Regions from separate parts of the Mus musculus genome. Here regions 2, 3 and 4 are each linked to region 1. Evidence: chromatin contacts called from public promoter capture Hi-C data. All regions are on one chromosome and are shown on one strand. Each heading gives the region's core, a stretch centred on a gene start, on an enhancer-like site or on the middle of the called end of the contact. The rest is flanking DNA. Distances are from core to core; before and after follow the strand shown.

Region 1 (7,654 bases), core at 1,117-3,616:
CAGAAGGAGTCTTGAGTTTTAGGCTAGCCTGTGAAGTGTTTGCTGATTTTTTTCAATAGGTGGAACTCTTTTGAAAATGAATCCACTTGGATTTCTAGAGCAATACTTGTTTGGTCATATGTTGCTCTATAAAGGATTAGTGTTTCATACCATGCTGAGTGTTTTCCAAAACAGTGAGGGTTTGTACAAAGCAGCCTTCTATATAAGTCAGGGATAATCTAAACACATTGTGCTCCGCAGGAGAAGTTTCTGTTGATGATATCATTTCTCATAATATGCAGATAAAGTTGCTCTAGGAATTGGAGATGCTTCATGTTCTCTCCAAAGGATGAGGGGCACTGGGTTTTCCTGAGGAAATGGGTTGTTTGCCTTAGACTGTGCTTTTACACCTTTGCTTCTAAGAAACTGTAGGCTGGAGATGGGCTCAGTGGTGGAAGGTTTGCTGCTGTGCACTGGCCCTTGCTCGGATGCTGCGCTCTGTGCCTAACCACTCCCCCGGACAGACAACACCTCTGTCAGTCTAACTATAGTATTTGTCATAGTGTGGTGAAAAAAAATCAAATTTAAGATTGACATTTGAATGAGACTAGTGGATTTGATTATCTATCTATCTATCTATTTATTTATTTTTGTCTCCTTATAGCGCAGGTTGGCCTCAAACTGACTATTCTTTGACCACCTGCCTCAGTCTCTGGAGTAACGATGTTAGGATTGCAGGAGTGCGGTGCCACTATATTTCATTTCTGTTCTGATGCTGTGAAAGACTGCTCAGGTGGCATCGCCCTATTTTTTTTGTTCCGTGCTGTTAAACAGAGTGCTGCTTGTAGTCTAGGTTCTGAGAACCCTCAGGAGGTACTAAAGAAAGCTGGAGTAGACAGCTGGACTCATGAGCAGCAGGAGGACTTTTCAAATAATGGGAGTTCTTTCTTCAGTCACACTGTCTCAGCAGCTGCTAATGGAGACTGCATCTGTTGGTGTGGTTCCAGCACACTGTCTTAGAGGACAGTGCCCGGTCATTGACCGCGCTGCACTGGAGGGGAAGAGGGCAGGGAAAGCTTCTGGGTCTAGTCCTTCCTGCTCACCATAAAAATTGTCGCTTTGTTTGGTTTTCATTTAAACAGGAATTGGATTTTTAACTTGTACTTAAGAAAGCTCCAATACAGAATAGTTTAGCCTTTGTAGGAGTTTCCTTTGCCCTGAAATAGTTTGTTCAAAAGGATCTCTGAAAGGAACTGCAGAATATAAGTAGGTGCAGGTCTAGTGGGAGCTGAGCTTGGGTGCAAAGCCGAGTCGACGGGGACACCCTTGAGACCTTTGACACCGGGAGTAAATTGCTGCCCTCTTGAAAGCAGCAGACCAAGAATCTAATTCTATTAGTGCTCTTAACACGGGAAAAGGTTTTTCAAATGCTTTCTTTGTGGCCAGAGTGTGTCCAGTGTGTTCTGGTATCAGTGGCGTTAGCTCTAAGGATCCTCTTCCTTCCCTCACAGTGGCACAGTGGCTCATAAGATTATGCAGAAGTATGGCTTCCGGGAAGGTCAGGGACTGGGGAAACACGAGCAAGGGCTGAGTACTGCATTGTCTGTGGAGAAGACCAGCAAGCGTGGCGGCAAGATCATTGTGGGGGATGCGACAGAGAAGGGCGAGGCTCAGGGTAAGTTCACAGAGCGTGTGGGTCCTTCATTCCAGAGGGATGGTGCATCCTCCTCGGGGAGCAGTGACTGCTCCTGCTGCTGTGACATGCTTTCCACTTCTGTATTATGAAACCAAGAAGTCTCAGACTTGTCTTTATGTTTCAGAACCAAGGCAGACATGAAATATGTTTGTGGGAGCAAAATTTCCCAGCTGCTTTGATTAGGCAAAGTATCTTTAGAGCTTGATATAATGCTTAAAGATTGTGTTTGCTTTCTCCGCGCCTTCCCTGGGTCTCAGGCTTTTTTCCTTTCAGTATAGATGTGGTTCTGGTTTACTTCTGGTAACAAGTCCACTGACAATCCTGTTGGTGCACAGCCTCAGCCGCAGCCAGTCGCCTCACTGCTAGCTGCTAGTTAAAAACAGACTTATCTCAGTTTACAGTAGGATCTAAAGTCAGTGTAGCTAGTAACTAGATAATTGTCTTTGCCAGCAACCTTAAACTGGTATTCCAAGACAAAGATTATCAGTAAATATTATAAACTGTGCTCTGCCAGCCCTTCAGGAAGTGAAATGAGCAAAAGATGGTGGGTAAAAGCTAGAAACTTTCAGATAATACTATAAATGCATATAGCAAAGAGGAGCATGCTTTTACGGCAGGGCCTGGTGCATAGATGACTCTAGGACACAGTGATGAAGTTGGCATGTGATTGAATTAGTCTTGGGCTGGGACTCAGTAACACTTCCTGTTCCCTCAGTTCCATTTCCTGTTGCTGTGGTAAAATAACCTGACAAAAGCAACTATGAGAGGAAGTGTTTATTTGGCTCGATCCAAATCCAGGTTACAATCTGTTACTAAGGGGCAGTCGAGGCACCAGGAACATGAAGCAGCTAGTCACGTAGCATGTAGTTGGGAGCAGAGAGTGATGAGTGAATGCATACTAACTAGTCCTTGGTTTCCTTTTCCCATCCTTGTTTGGTCTGGGCCCCCAAACTTCAGGGTTCCTCCCATTTCAGTAAATATAACTAAGATACTGTCTCACAGGCATTCTCACAGACCTTTCTAGACCTCTAGATTTAATTATGTCTAGATTTTACATGTCTAGATTAGGAAAATTAAAACTAACGATCATAGTGTCTCATGTTTTGATACAGATGCATCCAAGAAGTCGGATTCAAATCCATTAACTGAAATTCTTAAGTGCCCTACTAAAGTGGTCTTGCTGAGGGTAAGAAGTAAAAGAAACTTGTCCTTGCTCCTATGTCACCCGTCTACCTGTCTTTACAGGCTTTCACAAAGTCCCACTGGTAGCCTATAAAATACTGAGAATATGGGCTGGAGCAATGGCTCAGTGGGAAGAGCATGCGATGCTCTTCCAGAGGACCCGAGTTTGTTTCCCAGCAACCACATGATGGTCCACAGCTGTCCATAACTCCAGTTCCCGGGGATCTACCCTCTTCTGGCCTCTTGAGGGCACCAGGCACTCAAATGGTACACAGACATACATTCAAGCAAAACGCCCATACATTTTTTTTAAAAAATACATTTTTGAAAAGATTGTTGAAAATGATACTTTTACAAATAATACCTTTGGGTAGATCCTTACAGATGGGTTTTAGGTTATCCTCTCAGTAAAATGTTACATGAGACTGCAGCGACTAATTAGTTAAAATGGTTAGACAATTCTGAAACATCCTCTTTGGTACACAGATACTGTTATAACACTTTTCAGAGCTTGCTCTCTGTTTGCAGAAATGCCAGCTCTAGTACCTTAGAGGCAGAATTTTCCATTCTGTCTTTTGGGATTAGAACATATCCCACATCTAGGATGGGACTCAGTGTTGGAGCACTTCCCAGTGTGTGCAAAGTTCTAGTTCTGGCTGAGTAGAGGGGAGAGAACATTTGCCTTTATGAAAGAAAGTGTTATTTCTGAAAGCTGCAGACATTTGTAAATTACGCCTGTGTTTGCTTCTCTGTATATAGAACATGGTTGGTGCAGGAGAGGTCGATGAAGACTTGGAAGTTGAAACCAAGGAAGAATGTGAAAAATATGGCAAAGTTGGGAAATGTGTGATATTTGAGGTACGGAGATTTTTCTCTTGCAATTGGTGGATTATAAGTCCCCCTCTACAAGTGGCGTTGATCTAGTAACATTGTCTCCCTATAAAAGCCAACACATTTCACTTAGACTGGGTGATTTGTGTTTGTTCTGCTTGTAGGACAAGGTCTCCTTTGTAGGCAGGCTGACCTTGAGCTCACGGAGATTTCCTGTCTCTGCCTCCTAAGTGCCAGGACTAAAGGCATCATCACTACTCCCAGCTGTCTGGTAGTGTTAAATGTAAAAACAAAAGTAGAGTTTATTTAGTAGTATAATGGAAACATTTTACATTTGCAAGTATTTCATGCCTCTCATGGAGCCCATTCTGTACTGAGAACATTTAAGACACCAAAAACGTGTTGCATTTTCAAGGATATGTTCAGATGAAGAGACAGCACATAACAACCAGGAAATACAAAATTAGTAGACCTAGGAGTATTGGCACTGAGATCTTGAGAATGCTGTCAGCCGAAACAAATGAAGAAGGCCTTATTACTGTCACATGTGAGCCAGGCTTTGAATAGAGTGTGGGGGGGGTGGCAGAGGAAGGGGCTTTGGGCTGGGTGAGGACTCCTGGGAACTAGCTGGACTCATGCTTACATACATGCCATGAAGCCATATTGTAGAAAGCTTGGACCTCTAAACAAAGCTAGTGAAAATGTAGACCTGTGAGGACAGCTGTGTAGCTGTTGCTGCTGCTGCTTCACCCTGTGTCTGCTGACTGTATAACACTCGATTACAGACTGCATTACTTAGCTTTAGGTATGTGGTCTCAGCCCCCTAACACAGAACCTCAAAAACACAGTTTATGATATGAGCAGTTTATTTCCTTGATGGCTGACCGCTTTTGTCGAGTATGTGTACACGAATATACATATATGTTAATAATTGAAATTAGAGTGTGTGCACAAACAACTTTATTCCTACATTCCTTTCCATTCTAGATTCCTGGTGCCCCTGATGATGAAGCAGTACGGATATTTTTAGAATTTGAGAGAGTCGAATCAGCAATTAAAGGTTTGTTGTACTATTAAAGAATTTAGCAAATATTAAAGTTACTATTTGTCTCCATGTCTTTCAAGATCCCTGTATTAACTGACCGTTGTTTTGTTTGCCTTTCAGCTGTGGTGGATCTGAATGGGAGGTATTTTGGTGGACGGGTGGTAAAAGCATGTTTCTACAATTTGGATAAATTCAGGGTCTTGGATCTAGCAGAGCAAGTTTGATTGTAACTTAAAGTCACCTCCTTGATCCTTACATGAGCTACAGACTGAACAATGACACAGGCATGGCTGTTGTGTCCATGGCTGGTGGACACTGAAACTCTTGGATGGACTTCTAAAATATATGTTGATGGATCCCTTTTTTATTTTGTGTTTTTTTTAATATAGTATAAAAATCCTTTAAAAATCTGTGTGCTCTCTGGTTGTTTCTCTCCACTGCTTCTGTTGATTGTTTCTGCTGGGATTTGTGCCACGCCACAGGTCGGGCACTACAAGGTCTAGTTAGAAGGCGTGCGTGTTCAGTCCTCCTTTCCTCCTTCCTGAGAAAGCCTTCACATTACGGAGCTGTAGCTGCATGCGTCGTGATACGAAGTCATCTTGGCTTCTGCCTGAGGTGAAGACGCTTGCTTTCTCTAGTAGAGAAGGCTCGCACACGACTGGGCGGGAAAACCTCTTAGCGTGAATTGTGATTGAGGAGGCAGGAGCCCAAGTGACCTGGCTTGAGCTGTTTGCGGTTTAAGCCAGACTACAGGGTTTGCTATGGGATTATGAAATATATGGGTATGGAAATCATTCTAGAATGGATTAAAAACATCAGTTAGCTCAAACCCAGAAGGTGCTTATAAGCGTGTACACCAGCTACTTTGGGAATATACCAACACAATCTGAAACTTGGTGCACACACAAATGAATGGAAGAATGCATACAAAGACATGAATAAAACCTAAGATGAGTTTTATGATCAAAGTACATATTGTGTGAGTTTCGGTTAAATAATAAAGGTGGAAGAATTCTGTACTTGGGACCTTTTGTAATTGGGATAATCAAAAGCAGCTGTGAAGTTTATTGACAGCTTTCTTTACCTATGGATTCAGGCATGAATATTACTACAAATAGCCCTGTGGGCTTCCAGCTGCTGAATGATGGCTGGTTCTGTGTCGTCTCTAATGCATGGAAGGTGCAAGCTGCCATCTTGAGTGCTTGCCTTATGCCTTATGATACTGATTCTTTGTACTAAGTCGCTTTCCTGGCATTCTCAGCAGCAGCAACTAGAGGATGCCGATGGCACCACAGATTCCTTTATTAGTACAACACAATTCATGATCTTTCCCCTAGTCTCTGTATAAATCATCGCTAACTGTATTATTGATAACTAATTGTATATAACTACATTCTTGTGTGGATTTTTGCTTACTGGATGCTTGGTTTTGCCGTTTTTAAGACAGGTTCTTAGGTACATGAATCCTGGGTGGTCTTGAGCTCATTTTGTAGCTGAAAATGATGTTGAGTTCCTAGACCCTCAGCTTCCAAGTACCAGGATTACAGTTGGGCTCTGCTATACTCAGCAGGTGGCGTTGGGATGACTTTCTGACTGGAATGATTGGCAGGACAGTCTAACCGGTAAGGTCTAGTGCGATGTAAGGTTCACTGTGACTCAAATGTTTAGTTTACAGTGGAGGGCAGGCGCATTCACTGCTCCAGCCAGGGCTTTGAGGTGAGAAGGGGGTTTATACAAGTGGTTTCTCCCTTGTACCACGTGGGTACCAAGAACCAAACTCAGGCTCCGGACAAGTGCCCTCACTCAACGGGCATCTCACTGGCCCAGACATTTGTTCTCCATCTCCTGTTTGTAATGTTTTGAAAACCCTTCCTGAGTTCAGGGCATTTCTTTAACTCCCCCTCCCTAAGAGAGAGTCCATTAGGTTTGGACTTTAGCTGAGAAAGGCACCAAGGAGTCTTCCCTTGATTTGACAAGAGGAAGTGATTGGCAGCTAGAATTTCAAATGACAAATCCTGAAATAAGCAGATGAGATTGACAATCTGAAAATCTGGTGACCCCAGTTACTTGGTAAAACATTTAGCCAACGTGGTGGCACACCCCTTTAATCCCAGCACTCGGGAGGCAGAGGCAGGCGGATTTCTGAGCCTGGTCTACAAAGTGAGTTCCAGGACAGCCAGTGCCATACAGAGAAACTCTGTCTCAAAAAACAACAACAAAAACATTTAGCTGGGGCTGGTGAGATGGCTCAGTGGGTAAGAGCACCCGACTACTCTTCCAAAGGTCCGGAGTTCAAATCCCAGCAACCACATGGTGGCTCACAACCATCTTTAATGAGATCTGACTCCCTCTTCTGGAGTGTCTGAAGACAGCGACAATGTACTTACATATAATAAATAAATCTTTAAAAAATTAGCCAAGCCAAGTGGGGCACACACAGGAAGCAGAGCAGGAAGATTTCTGTGACTTTGGCACCAGCCTGGTCTGCAGAGTGACTTCCAGGACTGTCAGGGCTACATAAGAAACCCTGGCTCAAAAATCTAAAAAGCAAAACAAACCTACTTTGCTCAGGAGTTGAGAACAGTGGTGTTTGGGAAATGGAACCGCGATGTTGGTGAGTGTCTAATGAAGACTGCAGGGTTCCAATCTGCTCAGTGACTAGCTATCTGTAAATGGGAAATGGAAATGATAGCTATGTCAGTTTAAAATTAATAGGAAAATTCAGTAAATGATGCATTATCTGTTTAAAGAAACAGCTTTTAAAGTTTTTCCTCCTAGTTTTGGAGGTTGGGATATAAAGTCAGGATGCCAGCTTGTTCCCAGGTGTGGCCCTGTCCTTCTCCACCCGTGGCTGTCTCCTTTCTACATGTATAAAGTACTAACATTTGTTATGTGCGGTTTCCACAACCTTCACTTAGCTC
Region 2 (7,728 bases), core at 2,544-5,043, 250 kb after region 1:
GATGTTTCATAGAAAAACAATCTATGGGTGAGCGCTATGGCTCAGTGGGTAAGGGTGTCTGCGGAGAAGCCAGACAACTTGAGTTCAATCCTTGGGATTCACACAGTGGAGGAGGAGAACCGGATCCTGAAAGTTGTTCTCTAACATCCTTAACATCTCTATGGCAAGTATACATACAGACATACACACATATACATGTACATATACATACAGATAGATACACAGAGCCAGACTCACACACACACACACACACACACACACACACACACACACACACACACACTAAATAAGGGCGATAATTCTTTTTAAAAAGTGAAACACTCCATTAATATAAAAATGAAGGAGAGAGTGTGGGTCTTGAGTCAGCTGTCCTATGGAACCGTCCCTGAATGAGCAGTCTAGGTGTTATTTGGAAGCAGCTCATTCCCTCATAACTTTATGCAGCACCTTTGACTTTTAGTAGGCATCCAACTACCCTATCTGTGTTCAAGTCTCCCCTCTTAGGTTGTAGATCTTTATGAAGAGCTTATGCTTTGTCTGTTTCTGAGGCTTTCTGGTGTAGCGTAGACTAAATCCATTACATCATTTAGTAAGCACATGAAGCTGTGGGGGGAGATGAATTCTAAGGACACACAAGAGAAGAAATCCGTTCCTGTTATCATGCTAGCGCTAGCTGCAGTCCTGACTGGTGTGTCCGTGGCTCTCCTTTCAGCCTATCCCTTATCTTCCCTGATAAGTGGGGTTTAGCCTGAGTTGCCACTTTGCTCTGTGGTGCTCTAAGCTTTCATTGTCTGCAGTGTGGAGGGCCGGTCTGTGCTGAGAGGCGGGATGTGTTTCTGTGGTTTGCCTGCTGATTTGCTGATTCATGGGACACGCATCGCACCATGGCTGGCGTGAGCCCTTGACCTGGGTCACTCATTTTTCTACTCCTCTACTTCTTTCCTAAAAAAAATAGGAAAGTAATCAAAATGTTTTCCCCCTCTGTGGGAAAGTCTCCCTTCACCTTTAGTAATCAGTGTTCTGTTTATCAGCTTCCACCAGCAGTGCTTTGAGTCCTTCTGACTGTGAACCATCAGGGGGACACTTGCAGTGATATACGCCATGGGAATCTGCTTAAATGCACACTGTAAGTACATGTATCCAGTTGCTGGGGCAGAGATACACGCAGGGCCACCTGCTGAACTGGATAAACACGGGAAGACTCCAACTGGATGTTACAGTTGCAAATCCAGGAAGAAAAACAACAACAAAAACACGTTGCTACCAGAAGCAGGGTGACTTTAAAAGCTGTTTTCTTTCAAATACCAAATACCAAGTGTGTTGGAATAGTTATGGTTGAGAGGCAAAGTTGTGTTCTTTGTTCCAAATACTTTTCTGCTTTCTCCTATCTTCCTTTCTTCCCCTCTCTCTTTCCTTCCCTTATTTCCTTCTCCCTTCCTTCCTTCCTTCCTTCCTTCCTTCCTTCCTTCCTTCCTTCCTTCCTTCCTTCCTTCCTTCCTTCCTTCTTTCTTTCTTTCTTTCTTTCTTTCTTTCTTTCTTTCTTTCTTTCTTTCTTCCTAAATGAATCATCTCCCTGAGAATTCTCCGACCATCAGTGTCTCCTGAGCTAAGGGTGGTAGTTCTTGAGCACCCCTCCCCCCAGCTCTGTATCAGAATGTTGACTGGCTTGGTTATGTGGAGACAACCACAGTAGCTATGAACTCATGAGTGTAGCTGTCCTGTTTTGTCCATAATACACTGGTCAGCTCTTGTCTTCCCCAGGCTCTGGCTCCTATAATCTTTTGATCTTTTCTTCCATGATGGTCCCTAAGACTTGGGATGCTACTGGTACATGTGATATAGATGTGAATATTTTGACCAGTTGTGATTTTGTTGTTGAATGCTGTCCACTGATTCTAATTGTTTCCGTGAATATTTCTTGAAGATCTTCTATGTGTTAGGACAGCTACTCTAGATTTTGCTATTATTCACCTCGAGGAGACTATCTCTCAATGCATTATGCTATCCTTGTCTTCAGAACATACCTGCATCCCACAGTTTTAGGCTGTCACAAAAGGCATAACAGAACTCTCTAGTGGTTTTCCTTTCTTTTTTTCTTTTTAACCAATAAGATACAATGTGATCCTTACATGCTAAGAACTCCTAGCTCAAAAGGAAGCTCAGTAGATATTAAAACATCCTGAGAGCCTTAAATCCAGCCAAAAGAAGTAGATGATTCCATGATAGTCATTCCATGACTGTACATGTATTGGAGTATATGGGGTTCACAGCAGAGTAAGGCCAGCCAATAGGAAGGAAACCTTTCTGCTTAGTCCTAGCCTCATCTCACCAAGTCCTAAAACTAAAGCACATGGCTCAGCAGTCATGACTTACTTTCTATCTTGATGGGTAACGAACAGCAGCAGCAACAGGCGGCATTGTTCTGGAGGCTGCAGGAACCTTTCAGCAAGGAGGTGATATGGTTTTATAAACAAGTTTTATTGAGATATAAATCTCACAAAACAGCCATTTTAAAGTCCACACTTTATTGTTCTACATATTATCAGAGTTGTGTAGTTATCACCACAAGCTGACTTCAGGACATTCTGATCACCCCTCACAAAGGGTTTGTGCCCGTTAGCACTCAGTTTTCCTTATGCTCTGAGCTTGAAATCGATAACCTATTTCTTGTCTCATTAGATTTGCTTGTATTGGACTTTCTATGTAAATGGGATTCTATTCTGTGTACTCTTTTGTGCCTTCTTCGCCTATGTAGGTTAGTGTTTCTGAGACTTACTACTATTGCACCTCGTATTAGCCACTTTGTTCCTTTTAACTGTTGAGTAGTATTCTATTATATGGGCACACCCCTTCTGCCTGTCGGTTGATCGCCTCTGATGTTGCTCCTTTTTGGCTACACTGAATGAAGTTTCAAAGAAGCTTTGTACAGGCCTTCTTATGTGCACGTGTCTTCGTTTCTCTTGAGTACACAACTGTAAGAGTAATGGTTAGCTCATGTGGTAAGTTTATTTATTTTTTTCTTATAAAGGAAAATATTTAATTGAGGGCTGGCTTACGATTCAGAGGTTTGGTCCATTGTCATTGTGGGAAGCATGTCAGCAGGCAGGCATGGTCCTGGAGAAGGAGCTGAGAGTTCTACATCGTGATCTGAAGGCAGCAGGAAGAGGGTGAGTGTACAGTTTTTTTTTAAAAAAATCTTTAATTGCCAGACTATTTTTTAAAAGACACATTGCACAATTTTTACAATAGTATTATTCACAGTGTAGCAGCTAATGATATTGAACATCTTTTCGTATTGTTACTAGCTATTTGTCCAGATTTTAGAGAAAAAAAAATCTATTCAATTCCTCCATTTTTAGCTCGGGCTTTTGTTATTTTCTTGCTGAGTCATAAGAGTCATTATGTATTCTACATGGTCCATACAAGTAAAGGATTGTTTGCGTAGTGTCTTACACATAGTAGGCCCTCAACAAATATCTGTTTGAGTAATCGTATGAACGTGAGTGGCTATGGGCTTCGGCTATGGATGCACAGGATCATGACATTAAGAATTAGCTCCTTCTTTTTTTTTTTTTCCTTAGGTGCAGACTTTGAATCAGAAGGCTCGTTTGTGTTGCTTGCCTCCAGCTATTGATGGGGCCTTGGGCTGCATCATCCTGGGCTAGCCTGGCAGCCAGTGCCCTGGAGCCAGCACAGGGCCCCTTCATTCTCTTTCTTTTTCTTTGGCACAGAGAGTGTCTTGCGACAGGTTGAATAAGCAGCCTGAAGGTTTGCCAGCGTCATGAGATGAGGAAGCACAGCAAGAGAAAAAGCGGGAGGCTGGGCTGTAGGGGAGGGGCAGCGGAAGCTTGCCATCATGTGGTTTAAATGGCTCAAACGCGATTAAAGGCGGGCATCAGTGCAAGCCCTTTAGCCTTCCAGGAAGCCTGGCCCTTCCCTTGGGTTGTTTGTTTAGCATGGTCTGGTGGGCTGGTTTGGTTACTTCCCCAAACTCATGAGCAAAGAGTGTTCTAGGTAGAGCGGGGATGTGGTCATTCCAGCCACGGAGGCAACTGAATTTAGGGTACCTGCATCTGAACTTAAAAACTCTAGGTCCAATCAAATTGTCACTGTGAAAAATGTCTGACACAGAGGGGACCATACCGAGTAGAGATGGAGGGAGAAGTAAGTGCTAGAGTTTTGTGTTCTTTTTTCTGCCGCTAGTATGTGGAAACAAATTTGAGCGCACATCTCGTGAGGTGCACATGAGACTGGAGAGAAAAAGCAGCGTTGAAGTTATTAGGCCAGCAGAAGGAACCGGGGTTGGATCGCTGCATTAGATCTGAGCTGAGTTAGTGACCACATGGAGATGTCCCTCATAACTCTCTTCCTAAATTTTCTCACCAAAACACCCAAATCCTTCTGCCCTGGCTTTCCTTAATTTACAACATGACCCCCTTTTAGTGCCCTACGCAGTTAGCTACAGTCTACTCTCTGTCTTCTTCACTCCCTGATCTTAGGGGGAAGACGTCATGGTGTGTTGGTTGATTCTAGAAACCTTGCGACACAGCAGGTGGCTGCAGAGGAATTACTGGTAGTGAAAAATAACAGCCAGCCCCCACCCCTTCTCTTGCAAGTGTCAGGAAGAGGAAGTGACATAGGAGAGTAGACAGCTTGCATTACAACATGGGAGGGTGAGTACCATATCAGGAGACTGACCATGTCTCAGATACCCATGGACAATGCCACTCCTCACTTGGTAAATGACAAGAGTGAAGCTCACTTCAGTTGGTAAGTTTATGGGTCTTCTGCACGGGAGCATTTAAGAAACTCAGCAACAACTATCTCCTGGTTGGCGAACATCTTCTTAGGTGCTGAAAGCATTGCTCATCAGCTCTCTCCTTTCTAGAACCTACTATCTGTGGCTCTTCCTGGGGAATTGTAAGAGAACTGAGCAGACCATGACCCCAAACTCTCTGTCAGCAACAGTATTTGCACTGTCATCTGTAGTGTTCTTTGCTGGTTTCAGGGAGGTTTGCACTGGTCTGTTTGTGTGACCTGAGTGTTTACCCAGTGAATACAATCAATACGATCCTTTCATTGATGAAGAGACTGAGCTCAGGAGGGCAAAGAGCTCCACAAAGACCTGTCTACTGAGAGTCCTTGATCACATGACCTGAGAGGCTCGCTGTCAGGGCTCTGAATCACTTTATGACAAGCAGGTTTTCCCCTTTATTTCCTACAATACACCCCATTCACTAGTATTTATTAATTGTACACAGTAATAATGGGCTCTATTGTGACATTTTGTCCTTGCATCGTACCATCCTTTGGCTAGACATCTTTCTATTACTCTCTCTCTCTTTTTTTTTTTTGAGACAGGGTTTCTCTGTATAGTCCTGGCTGTCCTGGAACTCACTTTGTAAACCAGGCTGGCCTCGAACTCAGAAATCCGCCTGCCTCTGCCTCCTGAGTGCTGGGATTACTCTTGTAGATTGCCCTCAAGCTTCCCTTGAAGGATGCTCACGGTGAAGGAAGGAAGGAAGCAGGAGAATCCAGTTCATTTTGGTTCACAAAACGTTTTCGACGGCAGTAGCATCTTCTGTCACGTTCCTCTGCTGCCCTCTAGTGGTGATCTAGCCTCAAGTTATGTGCGTGAGTGTGTGTGATGTGTATGGTGTGTGTGCATGTATGTGTATATGTGTGGTATGTGTGATGTATATGGTATGTGTGTGGTGTATATGGTGTAATGTGTATGGTGTGTGTGCATGTGTGTGATATGTATGGTGTGGTGTGTGTGATGTGTATGGTATATGTGTGTATGTGTGAGATGTGTATGGTGGGTAGTGTGATGTGTATCGTGTGTGTGTGTGTGTGTGTGTGTGTGTGTGTGTGTGTGAAGGCTAATCTTTATTTTCAACCTGATGGGATTTAGGATCATTCTGGAAACAGATACCTGGGTTTGTCTGTAAAGTACTATCTAGATTATATTAATTGAAGTAGAACCCACCCTGAATGGTCTGGGTTGGAGTCTCTGACTGAACAGAGGAGAAATAGAGCTGAGCAGCCTCAGGCACCACTCTGCTTCCTGAATGCAGAATGTGTGACCCGCTGCCCCACACAGCTGCTGTCCTTTCCCACTGTGGACTGCATCCTTGGAACTGTGAGCCACAACAACCCTTCCTTCCTTGGGATGCTCTTCTCAGGTCTATCTTAGCATTGACTCAAGTGATGAACCCAGTCAGTGTATATATACAGAAGAGAAATATATATATATTTCCCTCCCTCCCTCCCTCCCTCCCTCCCTCCCTCCCTCCCTCCCTCCCTCCCTCTTCCCCTCTTCTGCTTCTCTTCCTTCCTTCTTGTAGCAGTTCGTATTAAAACCGCTCCATGCTCCCAGGTGGGTACTCGAGGCTCCCCTGGACCAGCCAGAGTGCTCTGTATTCACGAATGAAAGACAACAAACACGCTGCGATATTTTAAATATGCCTTAAGTAGCCCAATGGCTGGGCCACTCCTGAACCTCCCTGTGGCTAACACACTCACTTCAGATATTCTTGAGTTATTACTTTCTAAAATCTATCCTGCATCTCTGCTACCCCAGATCCAAATGGGGAGTGGCCCGGGACTGCTTTCCCGTGGTTCTTACATGGCTGCTTCTCTGTCTTCCGTGGCTCTCAAGGCTCTCATGTTTGTACCCTCTTCCTTCCTTCTGCCCTGGGGATTCTCCTTCTCTCTGTCCTGTGTTCCTCTCTGGGAATCCTCAGAGTCCCGCCTCTATCCCCCTGCCTAGCCATTGTCTGCTGGCTCTTTATTGACCAGTCAACAAACCAACCTTGGCAGGGACCAGCAGTGGACGTGCAAATTCCTATGTAAGCAGAAATCAAATCCCCAACACTTCCCTTGCACCTAATGTGTGTGAAACCCTGACTGCAGGACTGAGAATGTGGAGATAAAAGTTTGCGACAATATTCCCTCAGCTAGGATGTTCTGACTTCTCTTCTGCATCGAAAGAAGCAAAGAAGACTTAAAATTCTGCAGAAGAGTAGCGGGAGATGCTCTTGCTCTTGCTGGCTCTTTGGTACAAGGCAAAACTGTGATCCCGAGATGTCAAACCAGGAAATCAGTGGCTTTTAATGCAGTGTCTCCGTACTGAGTTCTGACTACTTCCTCCCTCTCTCCCTCCCCCTCCTTTCTTCTCCCCCCTCCCCCCTTTGTATTCACAGACTGGACAGTGTCTCCCATCACTTGCTCGCACAACTGGAGAGATTGTTTCCATCTGTGCCGCAACATCCAACTTCTAGCACTCTACAGATGGTCTACACTCAGAGGTGGGGGGAGAGAGAGTCCGAAAGGATTTGTCAGGAGCATCCTAGTCAAAACCAAGGCAGGCTCAGTGTAGGTAGACTCCTGTTTAGAACCAGAGGCAGAGGGAAGGGCTCTGAATGTTCTCACGTAAAGGCCCACGTGGCTCCTTTTAATCTGATGCTCTGATAACTGTCCAGCCCAACTCAGAGTCCAGGGCTTTATCCTGGCTGTTCTGGTTCATGAGTCTGGCTCGTTTCCAGGTTGCTGCTGACCTTGTTAGATATCACATGAGATTACTGATAACCACAGAAACAACTCTGTGTACTGTGATGGTATCTCGGAGGACCTAGCATGTCTGTCACACTCTTGCAGACAGTTCTAATCTAGGCATACCTCACTCACAAACGTGAGTGAAAGTGTTTATCTCTCCCACTAGGGAGG
Region 3 (6,881 bases), core at 640-3,139, 160 kb after region 1:
ATGAAAACATAGATGCAGGGAATATGTGTGTAACCCAGCAAGGGGGTGAAGAGGAGATGGAAGAACGGCTGGAGCTTGTTGGCCACCAGTCTACTTCCTGGTTAAATGAAAGACAGAGTGTAATGGAATAAGGCAGAGAGAGCTAGAACAGGGCACTCTGTACCCTCTTTTAACTTTCGAGTTATACATGTGTGTGCACCCAGATACACATATGTGCATGCACATACAAAGCATACAAAAGAATAAAGAAACAAATATTTTTAGCAGATATAAGTACTTACTTGCCCCCAAGCCTAAATCCTGAGTTTGGTCTCCAAAACTCATATGGTAAAAGCAGAGAGCTATGTTTTCTGCTGACCCTCCCTACAGAGAGAAATTAGAAACAAATCATTAAAACAAACAAAGACAACCAAGAAACTTGTGATAATGTGAAGAGACACAAACAGGAGACCAGGATCTACCAGCCAGGATCAGAAGCCGGGACTAGATCCTTCCTCACAGTTGGAAAAGGAAGCGGTGCTGCAAACATCTGACCTTGGACTTAAATAAATAACATAGGAGTAGGGAGAGAGCTAAGCCAGAGTGTGCTTGCAATGAAAGCTTGAAAGCCTGAGGTTGAGCCCTAGAGCCCGTATTTTTAAAAGCTGGGAGTAGTGGTTCTCTCTCTCTCTCTTTCTCTCTCTCTCTCTCTCTCTCTCTCTCTCTCTCTCTCTCTCACACACACACACATGCATATACACACAAGAGCTTGCATGTATACATGCATGCATAAACATACACATACAAAAGAAAAAGGAGAGATGTATAAAGGATAATGGATTATATGCAAGATTAAGAAGGGAAGGACATCTGTTGAAAAGGATGATCCCAAACATACACAGACATTTGCTGGTAGGCAGGTGGTGCTACTTTAGTAATGCATTAAACAAGAGGATGCAGCAAGATTTAACAATAACCATAACTTCAGAGCAAAGCAGAGGGCAAGTGACCCCAACATAGCGACACCTGAGCATGTTAGGGTCTTGTAAGTGACAGGCACACCTGGGGCTAATGAATGCTGCCTATGTTCATAATTACAAGCACATAAGCACAGGCCATAGGTTCGTGAAAGCAAACAGAATTCTATCTCATTCTAAACTGCATGATATCTAAGAGACTTTTGAGACTGGTCATTAGTCTTTCTGGGTTCCTCTGAGAGGCTGGTGCCATTTTTGTTTGTTTGTTTGTTTTCACTTGTTTGTTTGTCTTGTTTTGCCTAGGGCCTTCTAACCTTTCATCTGGGGCTTTAGGGGCCTTCTGCTAGCTAGAACTGCGTCTTGCTGTCACCACCCTCTCCTCTGCGTTCTCTGTTGTTACAGCAACAAGACCTTGGTCCTGCCGCTCCTGAATTCTCTGCAGAGCTTGCCTGTGACTCAGAGAAGGAGGAGTGAGAGGGCGGGCAGTGAGAAGCAGTTGATTCAGCCAGCTGCATGACTCAGCCAAGCCTTCCTGGATTGACTACAGACAGGAAGTTGCTGCTGATCCCTCACAGGAACCCCATCCTATGCCTTGTGATGGATCACCCAGTCAGTGACTCAGATCAGCTGGGCTCTGCTCGCACAGGGTCACCCAAGTGCTGGTCTCTGGGAGTGTTCCCATGAGCTCATCTTTGAATGCAGCAGCCACACAGCAACCTCCCCCTCCCCCCTCCCCCCAGTTCCTCATGTGGTCTCTTAGAGTGCCTATGGATAGGGAGGAATGGGAAGGAAGCTTTAGTTTGGATCCTGTGCTTTGAATGGAGGGATTATATCAGCATACAGGGAAATATTTTTTGTATGTACATGGGAGAATCCTGTCCTTTGAAGAAATGAAACTTCAATTTCTCAACCCAGAGAAGTACCCAGTGACAGTTGCCCAGTGAGAAAGAACAGGACCAGAAATAGAGAAATGTTTGATCACTTAGAGAACGTCTCTGGCCAAGGGTTACCTTTGCTTTTAGAAGTGTTGGCCTTTTGATCAGGATTGTGAGTGGCATGTTATTTAAATAACCCCACAAATGGCAACAGTGGGGTGCAAATTTATAATCGCAGCACTTGGGAGACAGAGGTAGGCAGATCTCTGTGAGTTCAATCAAGGCCAGCTTGTTCCACCTAACAAGTTCCAAGCCAGCCAGGGCTGCAAAAGGCCACAAACAAACAAACAAACAAACACAGCAAATGAATGACTAGCACGGGGAGGGGAGGGGTTGCTATTTATTTGCATGCATGGGTTGGAAGTATAGCTAAGGCATAACTTAGAAAAGGTATATTTAATAAAAGTGCTACACTTTAAGCGACAAATGGACAAATGGTTGACAATCTCAATCTGGTCATAATGGTGTCCGCCTCTAACCCAGCACTGCAGAGGCAGGGGTGAGTGGATTGAGCTTTTGAGGCCAGCAAGGGCGACAATGCCAAGTTCCAAGGCAGTCTGAGATAAGGTAATGAGATTTGTCCCAAAAACCAAGGGCTGGCAAGGTGTGGTGGTGTGTGCCTTTAATCTTGGCTGGAGCTCAAGGACACAAAAAGTTTACAAGGTCTACAAAAAGTTTAAGGCAATGAGTACTAAACATGAGTGCTTAGCATAAGTGAGCTGCTAGTCTAACTATCAACACCGCCCCACCCCCAATCAAGACCAAAACAAACACCTAACCCCCCAGGATGGTGATGTAGAAGATCACACAGCCTCACATGTATGTAGGCCCCAGATTGCACTGGGGAAACATTTCATGTGTAGGCACGGATATTTGAGAGTCTAGTAGGACAGTAACAGTTAAGTGCACACATCACCTATGAGCATCTCACTTGACTTCTGCTGATGAAAGCTTGGCTCTTTCAGAGCAGCAGCCTTAGCTGAGAACCTGCAGATTGGCAGGGCTAAATAGCCTCTTATAGATAAGACTACCAGCATAATTATTATTAATTTAAAGTATAACTTTAGGTTGTTTATTTTCTACTTCTCAAATGTACATTGGTGTTCTGCCTGCATGTATATCTGTGTGAGGGGGTCAGATTCTGCATTACAGACAGTTGTGAGCTATCATGTGGGGGCTGGGATTTGAACCAGAGTCCTCTGGAAGAAGAGTCAGTGCTCTTAACCACTCAGCCATCGCTCTAGCCCCCAGGTTGTTTATTATTCATTCTCTGTCTTTCTGTCTCTCTCTGTCTCTCTCTCCCCCTTCCCCCTTCCTCTCTCTCTGTCTTTCTCTGTCTCTCTCTTTCTCCCTGCTCCCCCCCCCCATCTCCCTACATATATGTAGTATCCACAGGCCAGAGGAAAGCAAAGATCCCCTGCAACTAGGAGACTGACCTTGTTTTATATGTACTCTCTATGTGTTCTGGTGTACCCATGCGTAGTTCTATGCAGCTTTACCATGGAGAGATTTTCCCAGCAACTCTCAGATCAAAGCCCAGAGTTTCCATATCCCTGTTAGACTCACTCATCAATCCTCCCAGAGGCTGTGCCTCCTCTCTCCCCAGCTCCTGGCAGCCGCCACTTGCTCCATAGCGCTACAATGTTTCATACTACACGGTATGGCACCATAGGAGAACAGAGCAAGAGTAGGTTTCCTTCTGAGATTCATCCAAGTTGCTGCGTGTATTTGTTGTTGTTTTTTAAGCTGGTGGGTAGGAGGTATCCCCTAACATATGCCAGTTTATTTTAATCTCTTCACTCCGAGGGACATTTGGGTGGACTCCAGTTTGAAGCTAATTATGAATAAAATTGTTATCTACCTGGCAATTTAAAAGATAATGCCGCTATTGACCTGCAGACCAAAGGCTTGCTGAGGGCAGAGAGCATTTCTGACCTCTAAGTGCTTAGCCTAGAGTTTTCACAAAGCTATGGAGGAGAGGTTTGAGTAAGTGGATGCAAGACACCATTGCAGGGCATGGTAAAATGCCAGGGCTAAAATCAGTTTCATAAATTGGACAGATTTGAACCCAAGACCTGACTTTATCTGGGAGAACCAAGACAGGCATGTTCTGGAAAGTTCCTCACCAGTCAAAGGAAAGTGAGTAGCAAAACTCCCGTTCCAGGGCCGGGGTGTGAATTAAAGGAGTTAGCATGTGAAGTCTCAATGCAGTCTGGCGTTAGCCATCGATAATTAATTTCTGTTACTATTGCTATTAGTGGATCACTAATCTGTATACATCATATCAAGATGGTAACAATAGGGTAACTGATAACTTTTTTATTCTTAATTTTTTAGTATGTACTTATTTTGATTTTGTGTGGTGTTGCCCATGTGTGGGCACACACACGTATGTGTGGGTGAGCACGGTGCTATGCCTGACGTTGACATCGTGAGTCTTCCTCAGTTGTTCTCCGTCTGAATTCTTGAGGCAGGATGCACCTCCACAGCTGGGGTTACAGAAGTGCAAAGCTACCACAGCAGGTTTTGATGTGGATGTTGGGATGGGAACTCAGATCTTTTTGTGCTCAGCAAGCACTGAGTCATCTCCCTAGCCCCTGTTGATTTTATCCTTAAGTACTTTCCCCTTTTAAATGAAGGTATATACACCACTATAAAGCCTATATTTATGTGTATTTGGATTTTGTATTCATGTCTATGTGAACAGCTACCATTTCTTTTTCACTTTCTCTCTCCTTTTCTTTTTTCTTTTTTCTTTTTTTTTTGAGACAAAGTCTTACATAACCTCGGCTGGCCTCACACTTACTACGTAGCAAGGGTGACCCTTGAACTTGTGGTCTGCTTGCCTCCACCTCCAGCTACTGCAATTACAGGCACACACAGGTTTCTCAGTGCTATGTAGTGCTAGGGATCAAACCCGAAGCTTGTGTGCAGCAGACAAGTATCCTATACTACTCTGCAATCCTATACAAGCTATCTATATCCCCAGCCCACATTTAACTTCCTGATCTGCCTTCTTGTAAAAATAATAGTTCTAGCTTAATGTTATGCTGTTGTGAATGCATGCATATATGGGATATTTGCATTTCAAAATATTGAGAATTTAGAAGGACTGAAATGTCCTTTTCTGCACAGCCATTCCTGGGTGTTTCCATTAGCTTGGGGAAATGGCATCTGTTTTTAAACAATGGGCTTAGCAGAGTTTATTTTTTTCTTTTTTCCTAGCATTCTATTTTGGCAATAGGACTCTGGTTCATTTCCCCACAAGATTGGTTGGAAGGGAGGAAAGCTCTCTTTTCCCTGGCTTGCTGGCCCGCATGCCTAGGGTCACGTTTGGGGTTGGGGGAGTGCCTCCCCAGTGACCTCCTGGAATGTCAGAGCTCTGACTCACAGAGAGCCTCCCACCAGTCAGCTTGAGGCAGCAATTAGAAACTAACCATTAACCAACTCCTGTGGATGACAGGAGCTGAGCAAAGTTTCCAGCTGTTTGACAGGACCTGTGATATTTAGCAGTACATAAATGAAGTCACCAGCTGTGACATCTCTGGGTGCTTCTTCAGGGGAGGCGCTGGCTTTCTTATGATAAATTACACACTTTGCCTGACCCTGGAAAGATGAGTGTGTGCAGAAAAGGCTGATAAGGACTGGTGTCTGGGAGGGATCTAGGCTTTGCAGATGGCTATAAAAGCCACCAGTAACCAGATAGGATAGGCTACAGGTTCCAGAGCCTTCCCATATGGCCCACCATCGCCCAGAAGCTCACAGGGTAGCTGCATCTGACTAATTTACTTCACACTGGGATTTCTTTGCTCAGCTGCCTCGGGCATTTAAAATACCCAGCTCTGGAGACATCCCACTCATGAACTGAGCCCCACTTCTGCTGTCACTTCCTCCATAGTAACTTTCCTCTCTCTCTCTCTCTCTCTCTCTCTCTCTCTCTCTCTCTCTCTCTCTCTCTCTCTCTTAAAGCCAGGTGATGGTGGTGCACACTTTAACATTTTTTTTTAAGATTTATTTATTTTATGTATGTGAGTACACTATCGCTGTCTTTAGTCACACCAGATCCCATTACAGAGAGTTGTAAGCCACCATGTGGTTGCTGGGAATTGAACTCAGGACCTCTGGAAGAGCAGCCAGTGCTCTTAACCACTGAGCCATCTCTCCAGCCCCCTAGTAACTCTCTTGTCACTACCAGATGGAAACACTCGGTTTTACTCACCTGAGGTGAATCTAGTATGCTATATGCAGTAGTTGCTATGATATTTTGTTTTGATTTGCATTCCATACATCTGTCTCTCATAACTGATACCATCAGATGGCAAAGCTGGCTTGGGTTCTGTCCCTAGAAAATGTGTGTGGTCCCAAATCAATAGCAGAAGGGCCAACAGATATTTGTCACCTTATCTGAAGGTAGGGAGGGCATGGGAGTAGGAGCATAGGGTAGCTGGTCACACTGGGTACACAGTCAGGAAGCAGAGATCCACGAATATAGTGATCAGCTAACTTTCTTTGTATTTATTCTGAGACCACCAGCTCATGGGTTGATGCTACATACCTACATTTAGGGTGGGTCCTCTCACCTCAGGTAACCCAGTTCAGAAATCACCACTGACATGCCCACACGTGGTGATTCAAAATCCTATTGAGCCAGGCGTGGTGGCGCACACTTTTAATCCCAGCACTTGGGAGGCAGAGACAGGCAGATTTCTGAGTTCGAGGCCAGCCTGGTCTACAGAGTGAGTTCCAGGACAGCTGGGGCTACACAAAGAAACCCTGTCTCGAAAAACCAAAAAAAAAAAAAATACTATTGAGATGATAAGTCGCATTAATTGCCAAGGATGGGCCATGACAACTGTCTGGAATGCTCACCAGCATCTTTGAGATCCTCTTCTGGCTGTACAGTTATTTCCTCACATCCTCTGTGATAATTGTGACTGTGGCATCTATTCCTGGCAGATGGAGTGTGTTTGTATCACTCCTAGTCACTCTA
Region 4 (7,292 bases), core at 272-2,771, 220 kb after region 1:
TAAAGGCACACAGCACTACCACCCGGCTCAAGGAAAGGGTTTATCTTGCTTACAAAAGTCATAGCAGGAGCCCAGAGGAGGGAGTTGATGCAAAGGCCATGGAGAAGGTGTGTTGCTTACTGTCTCAGTCCATGCGACTTGCTCAGCCTGTGCTTGCTTTTAGAACCCAGGACCACCTGCCCAGGGGTAGCCCCACCCACAATGAGCTGGGCTCCCTCCGATCAATCACTAATTAAGAAACTGCACTACAGGCTTGCCCACAACCCTATCTTATGGAGTCATTTTCTCAGCTGAGGCTCCCTTCAGATGATTTTAGCTTGTGTCAAGTTGACATGAAGCTAGCCTGCGCAGTGTAAGAAAGCCAACCGAACCCTTCCCCATTGCTTTTAGTTACAGTGTTTTATTTCAGCAACAGCAGAGGCACTTGCCGGTACTGAGGTCTTTTGCTTCACGTTGAGCTGAGTTTTGTTTGTTTGTTTTTTTGCTTTCGGGACAGGGTTTCTCTGTATAGCCCTGGCTGGACTGGATCTCACTTTGTAGACCAGGCTGGCCTCGAACTCAGAAATCCGCCTGCCTCTGCCTCCCAAGGGCTGGGATTAAAGGCGTGCGCCACCACGCCCAGCGCTTGAGCTGAGTTTTAATTCCAGATATGTCTCTGCAAGCAGAGTGACTGTCACCGAGGGACTTCGCTTCTCTTAGTCTTACATTCTCTATCTCTAAAATGAGGTTACAACTAACCCCCTCATCGGGTTGTAGTAAGGATTAAGGTAGGTATTGTCTGTAAAGATGTTAATACAAGTTATTCTTTTCTTAATTCATTGTGTTGATTAATCTTCATTGTCAACTTGATTGGGCCTGGAATCATCATAGAAACACCTTTAGGTGTGAGTATGTGTGTGTGTGTGTGTGTGCGAGCACTTGTGTGTGAGAGAGTTTCCAGAAAGGTTTAACTGAAGAGAGAAGACTCATGCTGATGCAGGCTGTATTACATTTGGGGTCCCAGGAGAATCAGACAGAGACAGGGGGCTGAGCAAACATAGTCATCTCTCTGTTTCCTGACTGTGGGCTCTGTGGCAAGCTGTCTAGAGTTCCAGGCCCCATGCTATCCCGACCATGATGGATTGAACCCTCAAGCTACGAGCTATGATACATCCTTCCTTTCTGGAAGTGTTTATTAGGTATTCTGCCACAGCAATGAATAAAATAAATAATACATTTACTTTTATTGTTTCCAGTGAATGTAGATTACAGAACATCAGAGTCAGAAGGTCTGAGGGCCTGGTCTCAGGCAAAAATTATATTTACATTTATCTTGAACTCAGGGTTGAAGCCAGATTTTAGAAGACTGTTTATTCTGAACCAGAACTTACTGGAGTTGCTCTTATTTTAGTTCCTGGATCCTCTCATGAGATTTGAAATGTGATATTTCCAGAGGGAGTTTTCAGGAAAACCCATGACATCATAGTACAGAGGACACCAGATGGAATTGCCTCCAGGCAAATAGGTCAACACTCTCCAGTAAACCAAAATCCAGATGCACGAGAGAGACCCGGTGTTGCTGACATTCTGTCTGTTGTTGGGTTTTCCCATGGAATGTTCCTCCTAGCCACTCATGGGAAGTCAACACCCACGATCAAAAGGATCAGTTCCGATATAAGCTAAGCTGGGTTTTACTCAGATTGGCTCTGTCTTCCTGAGTAGGCTTAAGCAGATCTATCTTTCGTATACATCTGAGACCTCAGGGACAGCCAGCCTCAGCCTGGGAGAAATGAACAGAAGGGTCTCAGAAGGCCTAACAAAGGCTACAGTAGGCAATCAATATTGGGTAGGGCCTGGCAGAAGAATCAAAAAAAAAAAAAAAAAAAAAAAGAAAAGAAATGAATTAAAAAAGGACACAGAGAACCTGAAGTGTGGGAGAATACTTTCATAAGCATCAATGGTTACATTTTAGCAACTTGTGACCTCTTTCCACCACGGGACATTTATTTTTACTTAGGATGTTACTTTTCAATTTCAGTTTGACACAACCTAGAATCACAGGGAAAGAAAGTCTCAGTGAGCTCTCTACATAGAGCTGGCCAGTGGGCACATCTGTGAGAGATTGTCATTTAAATTAATTGATGTAGGGAGATTAAGCCCACTATGGGCAGCACCATTACCTAGGCCATGAACTGCTTAAAAGTGTCTCCACTTTTAAGATGAGCACAAACAAACAAATAAATAAGTGTGTCTTCATTTCTCCCTTCTCGTGACTATGGATGTGATATGACTAGCGATTTGAAGTTCTAGCTTTGACTTTCCCACAACCCGGAATTGTAAGTTGAAATAAACCTTTTTCTTTTTAAAGTGGCCTTCCACCTCCCACCCCACCCCCCAGGTTAGATGATCACAACAACAGAAATGAAACTAGAACATTCATAATTACTTATGTATCAGTTTTTCTTGCTACGGTCTAAGCACAACACAGACAAGGCCCACCCACAAGATCATAGTTTCCAAATGATAGTGGGCACCTCTGATGTCAAGCTACACAGATATGAAAGGTATAACCTGTAGGTAAACCTCTTTAGATTGTGTTGAATTAAGGACTGTTGACAGAGCTTAAAGCTTGAATTTTGCTGGAAACATCTCAGAGGATTTTTCTTTAATTGGAAGAATTAAAGCTTATCTTGGCCCCTTTCACCAGTGCAGTTTAACTGACTTCAATTTAATAGTCTTGGTAGGTGCAAGGGCAGCTGGCATAGGTACAAAGTGTCTAGTCCCATTAGAAAAGGATTTTTGAGTTCTAGTTTTTGGTTACACGGTCTATTCTATTGGCATGAGAATGTGCTAAAACAACAATGACAGAGACAATGTCCCAATTCTGTCTGGCCATGCCTTGAATCCTGGGAGAGTCCAGGCTTTCCGTAGTTCTCCTGCCTGTTTTCAGTTTACTTAGAACTAGAAGGGTCTGGGATTTTCCCACTAAGTCCTGCTTTCACTTTCTGCTTAAGGTAACAGTCTGTACACTATATGTAACAGCCAGCTGATCGTCATTTGTCCCTGTTAAAAATGACACATGCCTAGGTGAAGGCTCCCGGAGTTTCCTGTTCCTCAAAGCAAACAAAACCTTGTGTTTACAACTGTCAATTTTACTTGCAAAATGCCTGTTATATCTTTTTTTTTCACATTTCCATTTATTTTGTTTATGTATTTATTTACTTACTTTTTAAGTCACTATTTGTCAGAATGTTGTCACCTCTTAGCACAGACTCTTGTTGAAACCACCTGGGACTGGTCCTCTCTTCCTTCAGTTCAGGGCTGTACTTAACCTTGGGTTTGCATGAAAACATCAACCCAAGGAAAACGTTTGTGGTTGGTGACACTGAAGGGTTGGTCCAACTGTCTTAGAATGATTTTCAAGGCCGGGAGGAATGGGGGACCAGTGTGTCTGACATTTCTTCCTCGGGTGCCCTACCCGCCCTGTTTCCTTGTCCCAGTTGATAGCCTACCAATTCCGAACACATCATGTCCGTTCATGCTTCTGTGACTCTGTTGCACCATGTTCCTCCACCCAGGTTATTGCTTTCTACATCTTCTGGGTGGAAACTTACGTACCCATTAAGGCCCATCCAGGTGGAATGGAATCTGTGCAGGCTCCCTTAACTGCTGTGATTGGTTGAATAATCAAAGAGGCGGTTAGTAAAGGAGATGAAAGACTGAAGCCAACACAGCACAGCACTCTCACCTAACATAGCAAGGGCATCCATGCTTGAATTTTGGTGCCAGGCCTTTAAACACTTGTAATTACGTTTAGTTACCGTTGGTGTGAGCATGTGCTTATGCCACAGTGCAGGTGTGGAGGTCAGAGAACAACTACAGGGTTCAGCTCTCTCCTACCGTGTCAGTATGGGGGACTGTAGATAGACTGTCAGGCTTGGCAGCAAGTCTTCCTCTACTGAGCAATCCTGCTGGCACGTATAAAAGGCATTCTGGGTAGAGTTTCATTGATTAAAATCCTCCATTGATTTTCTTCATAAATGATTGCCATAATGGCTTTATTTTCCAGTTCAGCTTCAATATAACAGAACAAGAATAGAAAAGTCTCAAGTGGGTGGGGAGATGACTTAGTAGGTAAATAAAATATATAGTAAATATGAGGGACCTGCGTCCAGAGCCCTAGAACCCATATAAAAAGCCAGACACTTACAATCCTAGAAACAGTGAGGTGGAAGGTAGAGACAGGCTTGCTGGCCCTGGAAGCTTGCTGGCCATTGAATAGTTTAGCCTATTTGGCAAGGTTCCAGGCCAGCAAGCCTGGTACACACAGCATGGCAGAAATGAGGCAGATGGCTTCAACAAGGAGGGAGGAGAGATCTGGGTCCTGAATGCTGTTCTATGAGGCATGATCTCTGTATGCAGCACACACACACACACACACACACACACACACACACACACACACACACGGAACAGAATAAAGAATTTTTAAAAATCCCAAATTATTTTTTGTGGTAAAATAAACCATTATAACCATAAACTTCCATAAACCATTCAGCTTAATTGTCTCAGGCTCACATTTCTTTGTGCTGTACTTCTTTACCTCATGCAATACTTTGCTAAAATATCAGGAAACAGCTCAAGAAAGGACTGCAGTTGATGGGTGTGAATATGCTAGCCTTGTGTGTTCTGTAAGGAAGCATCCTGCCTGATATCCACTCCACCTCCCACCCCTGACCTCCCACTCACTCCACCTCTCAGCCCTGCCCTCTCACCCCTATAGAATCTGGGCGCGACAAAGTGTCCTTCGGTTGCTAATCATTAAGGTAACAGCGTATAAACCAGTCACTTCCTTCTGCTGTGATGGGCCGGTTGGTTGTCCTGAGCAGGTGGCCTGCGGCACTCACCAATAACTTACTTTGCTTTGGAGTCTGGCACACACCCGCTGGGCACTTTCAGACCCTGAAGTTTCTGAGGAAATTCTGACTTGGGTGTTTAAAATCATTTTAGGCTTTTGCTGCACCAGTGCTAAAGACAAATGGTTAATACTATCTCAGGAACTTGGGGGAATAATCCTCCAATTCACAGTTGTGGTCAGAAGGCCACTCTTGATTTGACTAATCAGGAGCCTGAACAAAGACAGGTGGGTGTCCTAGGGAGCTCTTATTTAGGTTGCCCCTTCAGAGATGGGGAGGAACACATCTCTCAGACCCTGTGCTCTTCCTCCCAGAATGGCTGCTGATGTTTTCTAAGCTATCCCTGCCATCTCTCTGCAACAGACACACTGGCTGAGAGCTGGGACCGCCCTTGCCTTGGTATCTTTCTAGGTTCATGGTTTGGGGGGTCGTGTTCAAGCTGACACATTAACAAGAGGGGGGAAGTGTTTTTATTTTGAATGTATACAAGAATTCATTTTTTAAAATGGCTCAAAATGAGGCCTATAAACCATCATAGGCTAATCAGATGAAATGGGGTGTGGGTTATTGGGGGAGGAGGGCGATGAAAGTTGTGACATGTCCAGGAGATGGTATGTGTCAAAGAACGGCTGCCATGCTTGTAGATGGTGGCATCTCTGGTTGCAGCTCTTCTACTGAAGGTGGAAATTTCCATTGTAATTGTAGCATTAAAAATGCTTTTTGAAGGGGGAAAGTGTACTCTCTAGGTTTTGGAAGTATGGGAAAAGTCAAAAGCTCCAGTTGCCTTTAGTTTAAAATTCTCCATATGCCCCCAAGGCATATTGTGGGGTACGTCTCTGGCCCCCTCACCCGCTCAGTGCAGATCCTCTGTGTGTGATGTCATCAGGGACGGCCCTTCTCAGTAAATAAAGAGTTATGTAAGGAGTGCATGAGTGAGAGAACTTTTTTCCCGCCTGCCTAAACATGACACATTGCTTTTCATAGTGTGGCTAAATGCTACTTCCTTGGGGGAGGAGATCCACTGATTTGAGTTCACACTGAAGTGTAAATATGTCTCACAGTCTTGTTCTCTTCTGACAGTAACTGACCAGAAGTGTGAGGTGTTAGAGTATTCATAGGCTGAAACTTGTTAGAAGTGGCATTTGGGACTGGCAATGTAGCTCAGTAGACAGAATTCGTGCCTACAATGAGTGAGGTACTCGGTTCCAGGCCTGGACCTGATTAACCCAGGTGTGGTAGCACATGTCTGCAATCCAAGTAACCAGAAGGTAATGGCAAGAGGATCAGAAATGTAAGGTTATCTATCCTTAGTTACGTAGTGAGTTCACAGCCAGCCTGAGCACATAACATTTTGTCTGAATAGTAATAATAATAATAATAAACTCACAAATAAACCTAGTATTTTGACTATCAAGCTCTTTCAATGCAGGCAAGATCCTGGGGTCTTGCATCATGGGGTTCTGTAAGGGAAGGTGGCAGAGAGGAGAGGTATGGAAGTAAGAAATGGCTCTTCAGTTACTGCCGTTATTTTTATAACTATGCAAATACTGTGGAGATAAAACCAGCTTGTTCAAGAACTCTGAAGAGCAAGGACGACAGATACCCTGAAACACAGTCCTAGTATCTGTGTTTCCTCTGGGGTCCTGAAAATGCCCTTTGCTCCAGATCTTTGTCACTTCTGATTGTAGGGTTCATACCATCTCCTGTATCCACCACAGGTGCCCTTGGGTTCTGTGTACAGTAACTAGGCAAACACTGTGTTTTCACAGTAATTAGTACTGGAATAAAGACATTTTCGTTATGTAGCACAACTCCTTGCTTTACGGTTGAGGAAGCTGGAGTTGGAGCTTAAGTGATTTGACTCAAATATGCTAGCCGAAAGCCAGCTATGGAGGCACAACGTTCATTTCCTGTTTTATTCACACCTCCTGTGTGGAGAGCTGAACCCCAGCTCTGGCAGGAGTCACTAACCCTCTGCCTTTCTGAGACTGCTGTCACCTACACACTGCATGCTCAGACACCATGCAATCTCCCCCATTCCTCTCTTTAACACAAGCTCACGTACACACACACACATGTGCGTGCACCCACACAGAGAAATCTCATAATGTGTTAAGTAAGCTGCGTAACTCGTTTTTGCTGAGCCTCATTTATAAACTATCTTGGGGTACAGGCTGCCTATGGGGTGCAAGTCGGACATGCCTAGTAGGTGTCTTTTGAAACACGCAAGTCTATTTTCCTATAGTAATCCATTGAGCTCTGATGGTCACCACCAGACCTAGTCACAGTGAATCTGTTGCTTTATCTACAACCCTTGAACCATGCTTTTGGCCAATAAGATTTTCTTAATTAGGAATCAGAAGTAAAGGGCTAGAGAGATGCCTCAAAGTTTAAGAG

What was found. Capture Hi-C pulls out chosen DNA fragments and counts their contacts.
Region 2: a promoter capture Hi-C map of liver shows a contact between it and region 1. The contact joins two enhancer-like sites. A contact is called at or near these places in 2 of 39 promoter capture datasets (the C10 cell line and neutrophils), 4 of 15 datasets of contacts at CTCF or cohesin (CD8 T cells, embryonic stem cells, large pre-B cells and 1 more), 29 of 484 Hi-C or Micro-C datasets (B cells, the C10 cell line, CD4 T cells and 21 more), 6 of 115 datasets of contacts at active chromatin or transcription factors (the 230-238 cell line, the HPC-7 cell line, acute myeloid leukemia and 2 more) and 3 of 9 other capture datasets (adipose tissue, liver and pancreatic islet).
Region 3: a promoter capture Hi-C map of liver shows a contact between it and region 1. The contact joins two enhancer-like sites. A contact is called at or near these places in 1 of 484 Hi-C or Micro-C datasets (uterus) and 2 of 9 other capture datasets (adipose tissue and liver).
Region 4: a contact with region 1 is called in a promoter capture Hi-C map of adipose tissue. The contact joins two enhancer-like sites. A contact is called at or near these places in 2 of 9 other capture datasets (adipose tissue and liver).

What each region holds. Positions count from the first base shown.
Region 1 is chr2:11,582,928-11,590,581 of GRCm38.p6, reverse strand. Rbm17 (RNA binding motif protein 17) reads left to right here. Exons shown (of 12, transcript NM_152824.1): 8 at 1,491-1,654; 9 at 2,788-2,861; 10 at 3,617-3,715; 11 at 4,676-4,748; 12 at 4,854-5,143. The coding sequence ends at 4,957. Among named protein-coding and RNA genes, the nearest start is that of Rbm17, 16 kb to the left of the region's middle. Within about 2 kb of position 2,366, at least 22 of the 459 cell types and tissues checked have an H3K27ac peak or open chromatin away from gene starts, as enhancers often do. A contact at or near this core is called in acute myeloid leukemia, adipose tissue, bone marrow-derived macrophages and 1 more, where this site is marked.
Region 2 is chr2:11,329,561-11,337,288 of GRCm38.p6, reverse strand. No RefSeq gene overlaps it. Among named protein-coding and RNA genes, the nearest start is that of Gm13293, 6.1 kb to the left of the region's middle. Within about 2 kb of position 3,793, at least 129 of the 459 cell types and tissues checked have an H3K27ac peak or open chromatin away from gene starts, as enhancers often do. A contact at or near this core is called in acute myeloid leukemia, adipose tissue, bone marrow-derived macrophages and 1 more, where this site is marked.
Region 3 is chr2:11,424,424-11,431,304 of GRCm38.p6, reverse strand. All of the region lies in intron 2 of Gm31990 (a long non-coding RNA gene), which reads left to right. Among named protein-coding and RNA genes, the nearest start is that of Gm31990, 20 kb to the left of the region's middle. Within about 2 kb of position 1,889, at least 254 of the 459 cell types and tissues checked have an H3K27ac peak or open chromatin away from gene starts, as enhancers often do. A contact at or near this core is called in adipose tissue and liver, where this site is marked.
Region 4 is chr2:11,359,795-11,367,086 of GRCm38.p6, reverse strand. The region is part of intron 1 of 8030442B05Rik (RIKEN cDNA 8030442B05 gene); the gene reads left to right. Among named protein-coding and RNA genes, the nearest start is that of Gm13291, 21 kb to the left of the region's middle. Within about 2 kb of position 1,521, at least 31 of the 459 cell types and tissues checked have an H3K27ac peak or open chromatin away from gene starts, as enhancers often do. A contact at or near this core is called in adipose tissue, where this site is marked.